Regions from separate parts of the Gossypium hirsutum genome. Here region 1 is linked to region 2. Evidence: chromatin contacts called from public Hi-C data. All regions are on one chromosome and are shown on one strand. The core of a region is the stretch at or near the end of the contact, and the rest is flanking DNA. Distances in the headings are between cores, read along the strand shown.

Region 1 (2,700 bases), core at 122-2,621, 67 kb before region 2:
CGAAGTGAGGCCAAGGAAAATAAAAGCAGCGATGGCTAGGGGTGTTCAATCTGTTAACCGACCCAAACTACCATTAATCAAATTAATCGACCTTTTTAAACCCTTAACTGTTAACCGAACCGAAATTTTTTTAAAAAATATTAATCGAACCGAACTTTTTCGGTTAATTCGGTTGGTTAACTTAATTAACCGAAATTTATATGTTTTCTTATTTTTGGTTAAAACAAGTATAAAACATATAAAAGAATTAACCAACTTAACTGACCGATTAATTTATATTTTCAAAAAATTTAACCGAAACGACCGAATACTTTTATATTATAATATTATTTATTAAATTCGATTAACCAATCGATTTCGAACTGAATTAACTGTTAATTGAATTTCTAAAAAATTATTACCCGAAATTTGTACACCCCTAATGATGACGGATGAGGCGTAGAAGCCCCCACGTCAAGTGGGCGCACAATCCATTGGGTCCACTTTTATTTTATCTGTATTTGATTGTAGGAGTAGGCCGATCCATCTCCCGTGATGTGAAGTGCCCCCAGTCGGTGCTCCTCGCATACCCTCATTTCAATGCCCACTTTTAAGTTACAATTAATTAATTAATTAAAATAAGACATAATTCTTGAAATTTGGTTGAAAAATTAGGTTGGGGGAAGTAATTTTGAGGACCTTCCCTGGAAGCGTTTTGTTTGACTTGAGCATCAAAGGCGGTCCCCAAAATTAAACTCCAAACAAAACATAGTTTTCCAAATAAATATTAAGGAGTACAATATACGGATAAAACACATGGCCCCTTCCCTTTCACTCATTATTAACAATCATTTACGTACAATGTCAACCATTTTTGTTTTATAACAATCTAAGATGGAAACAATACACTTGGATTATTACATTTTAAGTATTTTTTTTATTCGACAATCAATAATTATATCAATTTTCAGTTGAAATACTTTTAACTTTTGACAGTAATTGGGAGCATGTCTACATTCAAATTGCCTTCTCTTTAGGGAATTAATATAAGAAAGAAAGGTTTTCTTATATATATAAAAATTGTAAAACGTAATTATTTAATTAATGGCATGTTGCGGTCATGTCAGATTCCGAAGCCGACAAGTCCATTATTTGATAAATGAATGAGGCATATTTATTTATAAACACTATATTATAGGAGTTCATTAGTACAAAAAAGAATAATATTATAGGAGGTCATTGTGAATCGTGGCTCCCCCACGTGAACCGGAATAATATATAATATCCAAAACATACGTACACAATTAGATTCCAGCAGTGCAACGCAGATGCAGCCTACAAAATTAAAAGATACATAGATGAGAGAGCTGCACCTGTCCTAACCCTACTATTTACTATTACTATTCTTTGTCGGTGTGACGTGACAATGAAACTTAGAATTCAGTTCCTGTGAGGTCCCACCCTAACTTTGCCCTCAACTCCGAATGGACAAAACGCCACCTCAAGTTGTAAAAATCAACTATGGTTCTTCTCTAAATTGGAAAATTGGAGAAGCTGGGGTGGCTGCAATTGCCAGGAACGGCAATGGAGATATTGCAGATAGAACCAACTCGTTGATGCATGTGTCTACGGCATTAGCGGCTGAAGCCCAAGCTATAAGGCTGGGTTCCATACTTGCGGCTGATAACAACTGGCAGTCTGTGGAATTTGAACCTGACAATCTTCAACTCATTCAATGCTTATAAAAAAAGAACCAGTGCCCTTGGGAGATTTTTGGAATTGCTGTAGATATTCTATCGATAGTTTCTAGAGTTAATGATGTATCGTTTAAGTTTATCAAAAGGAACTGTAATCGAGCTGTTGACTGGATCGCAGGAAAAACTAGGATTCATTCTTGTCCATCAAACTGGGCTCAAGTTCCACCTGTGGAACTAGTAACACTATATTAATCTGGTTCCTATTGAATGAAAGATTTGTTGAACAAAAAAAAAACTTAGAATTCGGTCTTTGATTGTTTATTTTAGTTAATATTTTGATTACTCATCCATTAAATCATTATTAGAATGTTGGTATGACTTTTTTTTATCATTTTAATAATAAAATTAACCTTTCAATGTTTACAGATTCTATCAATTCAGTCTTAATTTTAAAAAATTCGACAAATTTAACCATCAATTTTATACACATGATTTAAATGTTTATTTAAAATTAAAATTAAAATTAAAATTAAAAAATTTGACAAATTTAACCATCAATTTTATACACATGTTTACAGATTCTATCAATTCAATCTTAATTTTGTCAATTTAATATTGATTCTTAAAAATTCAAAATTAAAATTAAGAAACTTTAAAAATAAAAATGAACATGATTATAAAAATACATATAAAATTATAATAAATGAATAACCATTTTCTCTTTTTCTAACATGAAATTTATTTGTTAAACCAATAATTATATAAATAAAAAAATTTTCTTAAAAATCTCACAAACAGTACTTAAACTAAATTCAAACGTTTCCTTTTTTTTATTCTATAAATAATAATTTGTTTATCATACACCTAGCCTTATTCCTTAATCTTCGTCAAATTTGTCGAATGTTGGGAACTGTGTTTGCCTACAACCACTGGCATCAATAATTCTTACTTTGAACTCCTTGACTTTCACATTCTCTATTGTTGTGTCATCATACCAGGAAACAGTTGTGGAGCTCTCTACATG
Region 2 (2,928 bases), core at 190-2,689:
TGAAAGATTAATAAAATCATACACATAAAATTATGTTTGTGACTCTTTCTTTAGTTTCTTTTGTTATATAAATTATATATTTATTAATTTTTCTACATTAAAATTTTAAATTGCTCCTTTACCTTGGTTAAAGTTTAAATATTATATTTAGTTAATAAAAAAATTAAAGTTGGCAAAAATTATATATATATTTAACATTATTCATGCACCGTCACTTGATGTGTAATGTTTCGGTTGGTGCAATCAGTACAGGTTAAAGTTTACATCGGTGTAAAAAAAAAGAAAAAGAAATGATCTTTTCGATTTATTTCTAGAACGGTGCGCATTGGGTAGTGTAATTGGAATCGATGCGGAACCAACTACATTGATCCAAAGTAAGGCCTTATTTAATATTGCTTACAAAAAAAAAACAATTTTAGCTTGAAAAACACTTTTAGAACAAAGTTGTACTAAACAATTTACTTTTGGCTGAAATATTTTACTTTTCAAAAGCTCTTTTAAAAAACAGAAGCTAAATTTTTAGCTTTTTCTCTACCAAAAGTACTTTTGATATTTAATTATTTTTTTACCTCTCCAACAACATGATACTTTTCCTTTTTTTTTCTTGGTGTTAAATTACAAATGTGTTAAAATTATAAATTAAAAATAAAAAAAGTATTTTTTAAAATAATACAAATGTATTAATATTTAATTATTTAAAATATAGTTTATATATTTTAATTAAATTTTATAAATAATTAAAATTATTTTTTATATTCTTACTAAAATATAATAATATTAATTAATTTGAACATTATTTAAATTCATATTTGTTACTTTATAATACCAGGTCTAAAATAAACATTTTGTTTCTTAAAAGTATATTTTGACAGCAATACTAAACACTCGTATCTTAAACTAAACTTCTGGAAAACAATGTTAAACTAACCTTAGAAGGATAATAAGAAGGAAATAAGACTAGGGTCTCAATACTAGCAAGCTATATGAGTTGAACTCAAAAAATTTAAATTTGATTGAACTATCAGTCGAGCATTACAATGCTTTGATTCAAATAACTAGGTTTATGAAAATTTAATTATTACAATCTATTGAACGAGAACATATTGGATTAAATTAACCCCACATTTGGAGTTCAACCATGCAAAATGAGAATTGATAAGGGATCCAAACCAGAATGTTATTCTATAGTCGCGTCAACTATACTTATTTTCACTCCAAGGAGAACCCTTTACGCACGCCCACAAGGCCGCACGCGCGCACCTCCCAAGTCCAAAACAGTGAAAAGAAGGGTACCAACTTAAACTGTCCGCCTATTAATAGCCTAACACCACTCGCCAATTCACACGCGCAACGATTAAAATTTTAATTCATAAAGTAAAAAAGAAAAAAAAAAATCCTTACTGCCTTTTATTTACCAAAGGCCTGATTGCTTCAGAGTTCAGCCTTCGCACTCTCTTATATGTCGGCATGTTTCACAATTTATAAAAGAAAAGAAAAAAAAAGAAAGCTATTTTTTGCTCTGCTTTTGCTTTGCCTTTCGCTTTGGTTCTGTGGTTTCCAGGCGACAAGTGTTTTTTTTTCCTTCTCCTTGATCCCATAAAGTTTCTTTCTTTTTTTCTTTTCTTTTTTCTCGTCGGATTCTAGAAAACAGAACGATGAGCTTCGAATGAGCTGAGGAGCAGTTTTTAATGTTCCATGCAGTTAGTTCTTTACGGTTTCGGCTACTTTTAAACTGATTCAACTCTGGAATCTGATTTATTCCTTTGGAGAAGTAAATGCTTTCATGTGATTGAAAATACCCAACATTTCAAAAGCTTTTTACCAAGCTAATCAAAGCGAAAGAACAAGGTTTTTGGCCTTTGGTTTTGCTTTCTAAGTTAGGGTTTTAGTTCTTTTTTGGGATTTGTGATTTATTAATGGAAGCTGCGGCGTTTCCTTAAGCGCGTCTGTAGTGATTTTCCTACCAAGGGATGCCGCTAAAATGATTCTTCTTTGAACCGTTGTGGTTTGATAGCTAAAAGACTAGAGGTAACTATATGGTGAAGAAAGTTGATTTCTTTTCTGTGTTTTGTTGGAGCATAAGAAGTGATTGTGTTCCTTAGAGATTTTTCTTTTTGTAAAAAAAATAAAAATTATCCGAGATTGTAAACATGAAGGCTCCACCAAATGGATTTATGGCAAATTCTGCAGAAGGTCTGATTTCTCTTACTAATTCTTTTTTTTTCTTCTTTTAGCTCTGATTCAGCTTTTTTTTTTCTGGGTCGAAATAGCCTTTGGGTTCTACGCAGTCTGGGATTTTCTTGATTATTAGTTTATAAATTTGGTTATTTTTCTATGTCATCCATTCCCGTCTAAGTTGTTTTTAGTTTAAATAAATTATTGCTCAGTATTAGTCTTGTTTTAATGCTCTACATTTGTTCATGTAAATTGTCATATCTCTTTTTGAGAAATCCTATAAATCCCATTTTCATAAAAATGGAAAGAAGCACTTAGCAAGACTAAAAGTAAAATTTAATGTAACTGAGTGGCAACTTTCCTCATTCTAATGGGGGAAGGTTTGGGTTTGGGATCATTTATCATTTGCAAATTTAAGGTTAAAAAGAAAGAAAACATACAACAATTATACTTTTGTCGAGTTCAAATATGAAGTATTAAGTATTATATAAGAATATTCATGATAACTTTTTTGATACCAGGCAATTGGGGATTTGTTGCTTCGATACCATAAAGTTAATTGTTGCCTTGTCTATCGTTCAATTTTGGACGAATATGGATATTGAGAATTTTTTTTGGAAGTTGATGCTTTTTAATAATTCTGATGACTTTCTCTTTGTTTGTGGTTTTGTGGGATGTTTGATAATATTCTGATTGGTTGTTTTGGAAGCAGGAGAAAGGAAGAGTATCAATTCAGAATTATGGCATGCTTGT

What was found. A called contact is a pair of places that touch in the nucleus more often than the background predicts.
Region 1: a Hi-C map of callus shows a contact between it and region 2, with 2.3 times the contacts expected there. The contact joins the enhancer-like site here to the promoter of LOC107901036 in region 2. A contact is called at or near these places in 8 of 34 Hi-C or Micro-C datasets (anther, callus, hypocotyl and 1 more).

What each region holds. Positions count from the first base shown.
Region 1 is chrD06:15,339,247-15,341,946 of Gossypium_hirsutum_v2.1, reverse strand. No RefSeq gene overlaps it. Among protein-coding and RNA genes, the nearest start is that of LOC121218775, 11 kb to the left of the region's middle. Within about 2 kb of position 1,371, at least 4 of the 9 cell types and tissues checked have an H3K27ac peak or open chromatin away from gene starts, as enhancers often do. A contact at or near this core is called in hypocotyl and leaf, where this site is marked.
Region 2 is chrD06:15,271,898-15,274,825 of Gossypium_hirsutum_v2.1, reverse strand. LOC107901036 (auxin response factor 7) reads left to right here and starts at 1,439. Exons shown (of 13, transcript XM_016826866.2): 1 at 1,439-2,193; 2 at 2,888-2,928. The coding sequence starts at 2,151.